Linked DNA regions of Rattus norvegicus: regions 1 and 3 are each linked to region 2. The links are chromatin contacts, called in public Hi-C maps. All regions are on one chromosome and are shown on one strand. Each heading gives the region's core, a stretch centred on a gene start, on an enhancer-like site or on the middle of the called end of the contact. The rest is flanking DNA. Distances are from core to core; before and after follow the strand shown.

Region 1 (3,964 bases), core at 457-2,956, 550 kb after region 2:
TAAGTGGATATTAGCCCCAAAGCTCGAATTATCCAAGATACAATCCACAGACCACAGGAAGCTCAAGAAAGTAGGACAACCAAAGTGTGGATGCTTCAGTCTTTGTTAAAAGGGGGAAAATACTCATAGTAGGAGATATGGGTACAAAGTTTGGATCACAGATTGAAGGAATGGCCATTCAGAGTCTGCCCCACCTGGGGATCCAGCCCATACACATACAGCCACCAAAACCAGACAATATTGATGAAACCAAGACGTGCATGCTGACAGGAGCCTGATATGGCGTCTCCTGAGAGGCTCAGCCAGAGCGTGACAAATACAGAGGTGAATGCTAGCAGCAAACCACTGAATTGAGAATGGGAGGAGTTAGAGAAAGGATTGAAGGAGCTGAAGGGGCTTATAACCCCATAAGAACAACAATACCAACCAACCAGAGTTTCCAGGGACTAAACCACTACCCAAGGAGCACTCATGGACAGACCCATGGCTCCAGCTGCATATACAGCAGAAGATGACCTTGTTGGGCACCAATGGGAGGAGAAGCCTTTGGTCCTGCCATGGCTGGAACCGCCCAGTATAGGGGAATGTCAGGGCAGGGAGGCAGGAAGGGGGTGATTGGGGAGGGGAACACCCTTATAAAAGAATGAGGAGGGGAATGCGATAGGGGGCTTGTGGACGGGAAATTGGGAAAGGGCATAACATTTGAAATGTAAATAAAAAATATCAAAAAAAAAAAGTAATGGAATCCACTGTCGACATCTGAGTGCTGCAGGAGATTTACTGACTTCACAGAGATGGGTAGACTTGTTGGGGGGTAATGTGCTGGTAATGTCCGCAAGAAAAGTTTTATATACTTAGTCTGTTTTAATGATTTCTAAGCAAATCTGGTGGTGGCGGTGCTGCTTTGTTTTCATTGGTCAAGAACCATGAAGTGGAAGGAAGTACGGCTCTCCAAAATTATATCAGTTCCTGCAGCTCTTCCTTTGAGTCAGGAATATCAGATGGGCAAGCCTAGAACAATGCAGCCTAACGTCTATGCCGGCTCAGCCTGTTAGCCTTCTTACTGGCAAGGACTTGCACAGGTACAAGGGCCCTGACCTCAGACGTGTTTGTTAGGGGAAGGATCAATGGGTCACGGTTAGCCTGGAAATCCGCTCATTTTGTATTATCAGAAGCTCCATTTTATATTAACATCACATTGTATGGATGTGTTGGCAAAGCCTGTCTAATAGGAGACTGACTGTAGGATCAAAATCTAAAAGCAAGAATAGATTGATTCAGATAATGGAAGTGATGATAATAGAGACCCAGTTCTCCCTCTGAAGACGAGCAGCTTGCAGCCAGGCAGATGTATCTAGCAGTGGGCGGTGCCTGCCCTGAAAACACCTATCACAGTCCGTGATCTCAAATGCAAAGCCAAGACCAGTTCTCAAAATCCCTTTTCTGCCAAAAGATTACCTCAGAAACCTTCAGGCACAGAATTCACGGTATGACTGGACACACTCCATAATATCTGGTGTTGCTTCTATAGCTGATATAATTTTGTGGACTCAGTACTGAGTGACAGAGTAGTGTAATACTTTGTCTCTCTACTGAGATTTGGGACACGTTTATTTCTCCAGAGTGGAGGAATTCTCTCTCATGTACTTAGCATTTCGAGGATACCGAAAGTTCATGCTGGGTTGGCAGATTAACGCTGGGACATTCCGATGCTCTTTCTAATATCCGTGACTGTTCTTACGCTGCTTAGATTTTGAGAATAGCTAAGAACTAAAGTCACCTTTTGAATATTTATGTACAATAGGGAAATCCCCTCAGCAACATGCCTGACATTTAACAACATGCCGAAAATACTTTTGATTTCATGTAACGAATCAAAGCATTTTAAAAGTGTTTATGGCTTTAAGCTTTTTTCTAAATCTAAGCACCCCAAGCAGAAAGTTTTTGAAGCGTTGACTTTATTGGGTGAATAATGCACTAAAACTTAGAGAAAATGTTATGGCTCTAAAATTTGAAAATTCCATGTAGTTTCTAATGATTAGTGATATTCTCTTGCCTTCGTCTGTCACTTTCTCTGACTTCCAATTTCTGCTTGAAACTGTAAAAGAATCGTCTCAGAGTAAAAGTCCATGGGGAACAGGTTAAATCATGGACACAGTGGTGACTTCAAGAATGTCATGTGTTCTGGAGTTTAACTGCTTCTTCATGGGGACCACAGCCTGAAGTGGAGGTCTCCCTCCTAAATGCTACTGCAGAAGCTCGAAGGCTAGTTTCAGAACTTTTCTCAATTTTTCACTCCAACTAGCACTCCACAGGAACAGAGGGGCTCTTCTTGGACACAAGATGGCAGTAGCACACCGTTCACATTGGCCATTTCCTCAGAAGGATGTAGTCACAAAATCAGTTGCTTTGTGGTAAGTTAAAAGTCCTTGTGGAAGCAGAGGGAGTGGGCCCTTTAAGAGTCTGACTAGTACAATAACCACCTTCTCCTTACCACCCCAACTGCCATATCTATACATTTCTGATGTATTTCTTCCACGACCTTCAAGATTCAGTAGTAGGGAACAGAATGATACAAAAAGTCCAGCAGCCCGAATATCAAGGAAAGATGTGACTAAAGAAAGTGAGGTCAACTGTTGTGAAGATGCCCCGAGTCAACCTTGGGGGTACATATTGTGTTCTCACAAGTGCAGTAGGATTGTGGTGCTAGGTGGTGATGGTCAACTAGGTTCGTGGCAATCTATTGTTATTATTGGGTTATTTTACTTTTTCTTCTATTTTAGGGAAGTTTGGAGTTTTGCTTTTCCTAATTTTCTGAGTTCAACACACACACACACACACACACACACACACACACACACACACACACACACACTGGTTTTTCACCAGTTACACAAAAGATTTAAAAATATTATCTTGCTTTTCCTTTGTTTTTATTTTATTAAAATGTGGCAAAATACAGTATGTATGCTTTCATGTATCAATTAGTCATTCGATTAAGAATATGTAAGAAAACTTTTTTTTTACAGAGTCACATATGGTTTCAATTAAAGTTTTGTTGTTTGTCTTTCAAAATCTTCATAAAAACACTGAGAAACGAATCCTTACTCTGGCATAAGGATCAATTGAGCTACAAGTATCTGTGATTGGCTCGTGAAAACTTGGAAATAATAATACAGAATGGGGGGGAAGGGGGAACGAGCCCAGGATGATTCTAGAATTCTGATTCAGAGTTACGGTTTTCCTGTTGGCAGAAAATTTCTGGTGATTTTCCCAGAAGCACAAAGCTGCCCTGACAATACAGAATCAACGCAAGGTGGCAGAATGACTTTTCAGAACCATTTGACTCTTAGTGTACTCAACGTTTAGACAAGTTGCTAAAAAGTAGCTATCATGAACTAAGAACAGTTGGAGACATGCTACATGCTCTCCGAGTTTTGTGGAGTGAGCAAAGAATACACATTAGAGTAATCCTATTGTGCTGGTTTTCACCTTACAGAAAAAAGTAGAACTTTTAGCAACTTTTACTATTGTTTCACTATATCTTTTGTAAGTCACTAGTAGTCTCTTAATTATTCTTGTGATTTAGCAGCAAATCTGCTTGTTACAATGAGGTTCTTAAAACGTTTGAAACTGTTTTAACATTCAGATTTTTAACAGACATCATTTGGAGCACCACTTCACTCGAGATTTTACGTGCGGGTTAATATCAGCTTTTCTATAATAAATTAAACCTCTATAATGAAGCAAATGTAATACCTATGGCTGGGGGAAATACCATCGTGAAGGCCGTGCACTCAAGTTGACAGTGTATAAAAATACGCAACCTGAGGTCAGTCTTGATTATTTCTATAGGCCCAGCATAAGAATGTTTACTTAAATTTATCTGAAAGGGTTAGAGTAATAAAAGTATTTATGAAGCCCTGCTACACTATAAAATATTTACTTGGGTGGAATTGTAAAG
Region 2 (4,322 bases), core at 679-3,178:
AGCTAATTGACATAATCTTTGTGTGTGTATGTGTGTGTGTGTGTGTGTGTGTGTGTGTGTGTGTGTGTGTGTGTTGTGCGTGTGCCTGTGTGTGTGTGTATGTTGTGCGTGTGCCTGTGTGTGTGTATGTTGTGCGTGTGCCTGTGTGTGTGTGTGTGTGTGTGTGTGTGTGTGTGCCAATACCATGCTGTTTCTATTACTACAGCTCTCTACAACCAGATCTGAGATGGTGATACTTCTGGAGTTCATTATTCTGGATTACTTGAGCTATTCTGAGTTTTTGTTTGTGTTGGGATTTTGATGGGGATTGCATTGTGTCTGTAGATTGCTTTTGATAAGATGGCCATTTTCACAATATTAATCCTAATGATATATGATCCAATGTTTTAAAAATGTTTATTTCATTTTTAAATATGTGTCTACATGTTTTGTCTTGGTATTGTGAGTGTAGACACCTTTGGAGGCCAAAAGACGGTATAGGATGTCAGATCCTTTTTAGCTGGAGTTACAGGTGGCTGTGAACTGCCCAGTATGGGTCCTGGAAATCAGCGTCCAGTCATCTGCAAGAGCAGTGAGTGGTCTTGTCTGATGAGCCTTCTTTTCAGCCCTCTCTACAACTTTTCTTTTAAATGTCTCACTGTGTGACCAGACTGACTTGGGACTTATCTAGCCCCATACAGGTTTTTAACGTGTGGCAGTGTTTCTACTTGTCTTTCCAAATGCTGGGATTACAGACATTTCATTACCACATGAAAACATAGCCACAGACATGTAAATACTATTATTTTAACTGTTAAAGGACTTTCCTAATTTCTAATTAGGTATATACGTGGTGGTAGTGGTGGGTGCCCACGGAGTCAGAGCCTCTGGAACTAGAGTTACGTGTAGTTATGAGGTCCCTGACACAGATGCTGAGAACTGAGCTGAGGTCCTCTGAAAGAACAGTGCAAACACCTAACACTGAGCCATTTCTCTGCCCTTGTTTATGCTTTGAGACAGTTTCATGTAGCCAAGAGTGGCCTCAGAGTCCCTGGGTAGTGGAGGATGTGCTTGCACTTCTGAGCCCTTGCCTGTAGCTCCTGAGTCCTGAGATGACAGGTCCATACAAACACACTGGCTTATGCAGTGTGCACTGAACCGTAGAGTCCACACGGAGAGTATGAACAAGGCTGTGTGACCAGCACCCTCACTCAGTGAGCCATCTCACTGACTTCTGTATTTACTTTTATTCCTTTATATATGAAGGTGTATTGTAAGATCAGGATGCTTTACAAAAGCAGTTAACCTGTGTGTCTGTAGTGTGCCATGCAGTTTGTTTTTATCTGGTTGTTTTCTCCTGGTTAATTGTCAGTAGACGTACTTTACATAGATCATGTGACTTGGTCCCTCAGGAGGCGTGCTAAGGCCTGTGCTGGTGTGTTGTTGCTGTAAAGGTTCTGTCTCTAGATTTCTCCACTGCAGAGGGGTTTTATCGCACGTCTTTAGAGTCAGCTCCAGACCTTACAGCTTATGCTGTGAGCTGTGTGGTCCACTGGAAGGAATCATCATGGAACTGTTGCTGAGACCCAAGCAGTAAAGCTGCGATGAACACAGGCCGTGCTAGTGAGAGGCAAGTAGTTAGGACATGAGGATCACACAGAGTTCCGGGGTCTCGCTCACATGGTGCCAGAGTCTCTTGATTTCAAGGGCAGCTAGAAATTCATAGTTTTATTTAGAATTTTCTGATTGGTGGTGAAACACTTCTGATGACATTTTGTGCTACTCATTCCTGCATTCTGTTCTTAAAGAATGCTGTAATATTTGATACAGAGTAAAGTTAACCTCGAAAATGTGATTGGTCTTCCTCAGGAATTTGCCAGATTAAGACTATGGTGTGGAAGGAATGTGTGGAGGGCACGAGTTAGTCATCTGTGGGGAATGGCAACTACATATTCTTGGCTCAAATAGAGCTGCAAACCAATGTCGGCTGTACTGATAGGGAGTTGATTTGAGAAAGATGTTAGAACTCTGTATCTAACAGTGAGGAGGGACACTGCTGGCTTAGGAGGAAAGGTGCAGTCCATGTCATAGAGAGGAGGGAAGAGAGAAGGTGTAGGTCTCATTTCTAGGAGTGCTCCTGTAATAATGCGTTCTCTCTCTCTCTCTCTCTCTCTCTCTCTCTCTCTCTCTCTCTCTCTCTCTCTCTCTGTCCTCTCACCCTCTCCCTCCCCCCATCCATGCATCCATGTCTGTTCAGACCGTGTTGGAGCATGTTAGTGTTCTGCCACTGAACCACGTCACAGACCTCTCCTGTGTAATTCCACCACTGGAAGTGCATTGTTCTGTAGCACTGTATGATCCATTCAGGGTCATTGTTCTTTCGTCTTGGTTTAGTTGCCTTTACTAATGCATCCTTTGCTTTCCGCCAGCTTCGTGCTCTGTATTCAATGTACCTACGGAAAACCAAGAGTCTGAACAAATTACTCTACCACCTGTTCAGACTTATGCCAGAAAATCCTACTTACGGAGAGACGGCGATTGAGGTGTCAAATAAAGACCCCAAGACCTTCTTCACCGAGGAGCTTCAGCTGAGTATTAGAGGTCAGTGAGTGACACGGGTGCATCCTTCTTAGGGACTTTGTACTAAACTTCCTGGAGGTGTGGAGGACAATCCCAGTGGGAAGTCTCAGCCACAATGCAAGCTTCCCCACATTTATCTAGTAGGACACATAGCTGGGTCTTAGAGATAAGAATTCCATTCGAGTTTGAAGCTGTGTTCTTTAGAAGCTGTGTTTTTCTTTTTAATTTTTGTTTTTTGAGACAGGGTTTTACTCTCTGGCCCTCGCTTGCCCAGGACTCATTGTAGAGGAGGATGGCCTCAGACCCCTGAAGACCGGTTTGGTCTTCTGGGTTTAAAGGCATGTGCCACTATACCTAGCTATCTAGATTCAGTCGGTGAAACAAAAATTAAAGTGAAGTTGACGTTCTTCACCTGGAAACTCAGGTTTTAGTTGAGACAGAAATGCAGTGTATCTGTCTGTATAAACTGTGAAGAACTAAACATCCTTAACCAAGGATGCTCTATGGGGTGAAGATGGGAGTGTTATGTGGATGAGTGTTTTGCCTGAGGGCATCTGCACTATGTTTCCCAGAGAGGCCAGTAGAGGGTGTCTGGAATTACAGACAGCTGTGGGTGACCATGTGGGTGCTGGGACTCTAGGTTCTTTGCAAGAGCAACAAATATCCCTAACCACAGGGCTATCTCTCCAGGATTGGATGATTTTTCTAGGACTTCAGTCCAGCAGCTTAGTGAGCTTTGAGACAATAAAGAAAGCAACTTACTTTTTTTTTTTTTTCTTTTTTTCTTTTTTTTCGGAGCTGGGGACCGAACCCAGGGCCTTGCGCTTGCTAGGCAAGAGCTCTACCACTGAGCTAAATCCCCAACCCCAGCAACTTATTTTTATAATTAAAAAAACAAAATAGCCTTAAGTGTTTCTCTTTTAAAAATAGCTATCCCATTTCATTTGTGTTCTGTTATGTGAGACATTTCTGTATCAGGGATTTTTATTCCTACCTCTTGATCAGTTTGAGTGTGTGGGAGGGTGCTAATCCTCTTGGAGTTGGGGCCTTTCCCTGTTTTATGAGGCACCACACTATTGTTGAGTAATGTCGGTGGCTTTCTAAGGTAATTCTGTTAGTCTGCTGTTCTAGGGAGAAGTACATATCACTAACTTGGAATTTGTTTTTTCCTCAGAAACAGCAACACTGCCGTATCATATCCCACACCTGGCATGTTCAGTCTATCACATGACTTTAAAGGACTTGCCTGCCATGGTTAGGCTATGGTGGAATAGCAGTGAGAAGCGTGTCTTCAATATTGTAGATAGATTTACAAGCAAATATGTCAGCAGTGTTCTTTCTTTTCAAGAAATATCTTCTGTACAGACAAGCACACAGCTATTCAATGGCATGACGGTTAGTATCTGTCGGCTTGGCTTTTCCTAGATGAATGAATAGCACTTCTGTTTTTGATTGCTTACTTCATCAGAAGTTGTAACCTTTGATTCAAAATAGATAGAAAATTAACTACCTTATTTTCTGACTCCTCTGTGCTAAGAAAGACATAGTAGACATTCAGGTGACACTTACTGCTCTTATCATTTGACTGCGCCACAGTGCTTTCCTGTGTTGAAACCTATTACAGTTAGATACTTTCTGTGCACAAAGCATACCTTGTAAGACAAACTGTAAATGTAATAAAGTCATTCGAAAGCATGCTAAAGTCTTTATTTTGGAGACAAGTCTCACTTGTAACCTTGGCTCATAAGAAACTCATTATGGAG
Region 3 (4,184 bases), core at 186-2,685, 790 kb after region 2:
GCTGCCAAGACTGATAAAACTTGATTCTGAAAACTGGGCTCACAGGGTGGAAAGAGAGAGACCCAACTGGAACGAGTTGTCCTCTGGCCTCCTCATGTTTGTCAAGGCATGAGCTCCACATAACAACCACAAAGAAAATAAATATAATACATCTCATGACCCTGCAAGTTCAGGTAGGAATCTGGAGAGATGGTTCAGGGGTTAAGAGCACTTATACCCTTGCTGAGGACTCAGTGGATTTGGTTCCTAGCACCCATGCCAACTCTGACTCCAGAGGATCCAAGGTTCTCTTCTTCCCTCCGAAGACTCCTGCAAACACATGGTGTACATATATTCACTGGATCAGACATACTTACATTAAAAGTTCTTTAAAAAAAACTCCAGAAAAGAGCTCTGACGGTAAAATTTTTAAAAGTAGGATTTATGGTAATTGCCAGATTGATGCAGAAAACGTTTATGAGTGCTTTTCAGATTCTCTTCAGTGTGTTATGATGTAAGAAATAAACTTTGGTTGTCACTTATTTTCTCTGCTGGCCTGCATTCCTTTGTGCATACTCAGGGACAACTTTTGATCTAAATACTTCTTTCTGCACTTATAGTTAGAATGACTCTTAATTTTACACATGCTAGGGTGATCTTCATCACATGAAACTGTGGTAATGTGGTCTTCTGTTGTATGGATGAAGGAACCAGAAGACGATACGATGAGCAGTGTCAGGTCCCTCTGTAGGAGCACAGGTTCATGGGCGGCAGCTTGTTTCAGGTCACTCATTCTCTGGGACCTTGTCTTTGACTGTTGGACTTCAGGTCCTTGCCTGCTTCCCACAGCACTAGTGTGCCAATTACTTGGACACAAGCGTGTCATGTGCCACTTTGTATTGTCAGTCATGTAAGCTGACTCAAAGTTACTGGAAGCTCTTTCCAAATCTTATATCAGAAGATAAAAAACAAGGGACATTGTTATGACTCAAAATTTAGAAATTTCTTGTTTATAACGTTTTAGAGAGATCAAAACAGATGTACTTTTGGAAAATCTAAAATAATAAAGTCAGCAATGTTATTATGTGCATGCAGATTACATAAAACTTCTCCGTAGCCACAGAAAGTTTGTTGTGGCACAGAGACGAAGAAACAGAACTGAAAGGATTTGTTCATTTTTTGCATGTGATAATGATTACCAGAGTCATAACCATCAGAAGTGAGTACCAACTACAGGCAAATAAAGTTTCACAGGCCCCAGTGAGCAGAAATTGCTTAACACAAGGGCAGATTACTGTGTTTTGACACATGGAGAGAGAAATAAAAAGGATCAAGGGTTCCTTCTCACCAGACTTTAGAAGTGAGAGAACTCTGTGTCACTCTTCCTTTTATGTTGAGCCCGAGGACTCTCAACTAACATGGGTTTTCTGGCACAAGGTCATTTCCTTAAATATTCCAACTTCAACCACTAGATGTCATGCAGAGATCATAGAGTAAACTGTCTTGGCTGCTTATTACATTAATCATGGCCAGTTTTGTAAAGTCAATATTTAAGGTAGTCTGGGGGAAATGTCTGATTGGTATTAAAGGTGTAGAACAGCAATGCTTTATTTCATATTATGTTTGATGTTTGCAAACACTTCTGGCAAATATAAAAGACTCACCCTACATGTTATAGAATACTACTTCACAAACCTGAAAAAAAATGCAGATTCAGAGGTTAAAACAATCTGAAAGTTTGTCAAATCAATAGTATAACAATGTAATATTATATGGTAAGAAACTGTGAATCCAAACAACTAGAGTGAAGGTGTCCTAGATTTATTTTTAAGGATTTGAACCTTGGAGTCATTTGGATGAAAAATTAGCTTGGCCATATACTAAATGAGTAAATCTAGTATAACACTTTGAGGTAACTGTGAACAACTACAATGGAGTGATTGTGAAAATTCAGGGAAACACTCGACATAGATCATTCAGAAGACTTCTTGGCATATTGTAGGTGTCCAGTCAATCACTCTGATTGCTTCAATTATGCCTCTATCATAAATGAGACTGCTGTATAAGGTAGTTATGGAACCAGATTAGAAAACATAATTTAGCAATGGAATGTGAACTCATACACAGAATAAGAGGTAAGGTTGATCCTAAAGAATTGCTAGTTCTTCAGGAATACAGAAAATGGGACTCTGGTCCATGAGGATCTTTGAACATATCTTGAAAGAAAAAAAATGAAGTTTGACTCAATTGTTACATAAGATATGCTTGGTAAGTGTGCTGGGTACCTGGTTCATCTACCCATTAGGGTTTGTGACTTCAAATGTTTGCTTTCTAATATTACTTTTTAATTCTCTTACTCCTCAGGTTTTCTTGTGCTTCTTCTTGAGTTCAAAATTTTGAAGCCATGGGTTATTATTGAAGTTATGAGTTTATAAGTTGTTGCATGGGGAGGTCTCTGAGAACCCCAGGACAATATAAGCAATTGCCACTGTGGGCTGCCCACTAGAAACACATACTAACACCCTAGTGTTTTAGGCACCATATGCATTTGTATAAGATATAGAGAACACCAGCTGGGTGTGAGGTGGGATTTTCTTCCTTGGTGTCTAGCCCTCATAGTACCAAAGGATGCTATAAAGACTGCTAGGAGAGTTGCTCTCAATACCTCTACCCAAGATGTATGAAGAACAAAACCAGTTGAAAGAAACAAAGAAAGAAACCAAAGAAACAAGTAGCATTGTCTGATAAGCTCACTGGTGCAGTATTTGAAAAGTTTGTTTAGGAGGTAATTGTCCTCTCTCTGATCAGATCTGAGGTCAGCCTTTCAGTAGGCTCCTTATGCCTGGAACTGTAAACATGGACTAGGGACATGTTTAAAGTCTATAGTAGGAAAAAAACCTGCTGTTGTTTTGTGCTAAGTGGACATGATTTTCCCTCCAAATGGCATTCTAAATAAACATATTTATTCCCCGAGCTTAGTGCTGCCATCTGCTTTGGATGAAGATGCATGCATTGCAGTGGGTAATGGGTAACTGCAGAGTCATAACTGGCCAGAGTGCTGAAAATACATGACAGTTAAAGGATTATTCACAACTGCGATGTCTATACCCTCCCCGAGGCCCAGAGAACATTGTGTACGTGAGAAAAAGACAATAAGAAAAAGATGGTAAGACAATGGATATTATGGCATTGTGGTCTTTAGGCACATCAGATTTGTGTTAACGTGACCAAAATATATTGCATATATTTGTGGAGTTTACAATGAAATAGTAAGTAAATAATATTTGTCAATAAAATATAAGAAAAGAAGGCAAGAGTAAACTAGCATTATTATGATAATAAATAACAATAGTAAACCATCTCTTAATGACCTATCATTATAACAATAGATTAAGGCATTAATCAATCAACAGTTGGGAAACTCCTGATTGTAGTAGATGAGGATCCACACAGGGACCCACAATGGTGAAAGTGAGGAAGATAACAGATTGCTCAGTCTTTATCTGTAGACATAGACCCATTTCCTCCTCAGGGCAATGGAGGAACTGTTCTCAGTTACTGGGTAAGGGTAGTCCAGGTTTCTCTCTAATAAGTTGACCATTCTCCAGTGGGAGGTAGCACATCCAAGAAATTTTATGTAGTGCAATTTGGCCTTGATGGTGGACAAGGGGATGCCAAATAAAGTGGACAGGGAAGGGGATGGGGTTGAGAAGAGCTTAGGGGAAGGTGATTATAAACAAGGCACATTGTATGAAGGAAGCTCACGAAGAAAGTTTAAAAAATGTGAAGTAACACACATGTTGAATTGCGAGCTCATTGATTAAAGGGGCATTTTGCTGTATGAATGATAGAAGTTGATAAAATTTATCCCAAGGGAAATTGCATACTTTTTCTCCAGGCAACATTGATTTGTCAAGACTAAACTTAACTCATGTAGTTAGATATGTATCTTATAAACGTTCCTTTGCTTTTTCTTGTTCTTGTTGTATCTGAAAACTTGATCACAATAGTGGGTTAGGGTATGGGAAGATGGTAGAGGCAGAGGGATCAGAAGTTGGGTTTGACATTGTGCCTCTTAGAAATTTGAGAAGTTATACCTATGAGGTGTCACCAGTATGGCTATCTGAACATAGAAATGCTAACCACATTAATAGACATGCTAACACAAATGGAGGGACACTCATAAGGCTTTACATTATAGAAAA

The links. Hi-C and Micro-C count contacts between places; a contact is called where the count stands out from the background.
Region 1: a Hi-C map of the A7r5 cell line shows a contact between it and region 2, with 6 times the contacts expected there. The contact joins two enhancer-like sites. A contact is called at or near these places in 3 of 12 Hi-C or Micro-C datasets (the A7r5 cell line, the Rat2 cell line and Schwann cells).
Region 3: a Hi-C map of the A7r5 cell line shows a contact between it and region 2, with 10 times the contacts expected there. The contact joins two enhancer-like sites. A contact is called at or near these places in 3 of 12 Hi-C or Micro-C datasets (the A7r5 cell line, the Rat2 cell line and Schwann cells).

Annotation. Positions count from the first base shown.
Region 1 is chr11:39,548,378-39,552,341 of GRCr8, reverse strand. No RefSeq gene overlaps it. Among named protein-coding and RNA genes, the nearest start is that of N6amt1, 520 kb to the left of the region's middle. Within about 2 kb of position 1,706, at least 9 of the 93 cell types and tissues checked have an H3K27ac peak or open chromatin away from gene starts, as enhancers often do.
Region 2 is chr11:40,095,912-40,100,233 of GRCr8, reverse strand. It overlaps Ltn1 (listerin E3 ubiquitin protein ligase 1), which reads left to right. Exons shown (of 30, transcript NM_001024235.2): 26 at 2,409-2,580; 27 at 3,734-3,954. Among named protein-coding and RNA genes, the nearest start is that of N6amt1, 27 kb to the right of the region's middle. Within about 2 kb of position 1,928, at least 11 of the 93 cell types and tissues checked have an H3K27ac peak or open chromatin away from gene starts, as enhancers often do.
Region 3 is chr11:39,303,427-39,307,610 of GRCr8, reverse strand. No RefSeq gene overlaps it. Among named protein-coding and RNA genes, the nearest start is that of N6amt1, 770 kb to the left of the region's middle. Within about 2 kb of position 1,435, at least 6 of the 93 cell types and tissues checked have an H3K27ac peak or open chromatin away from gene starts, as enhancers often do.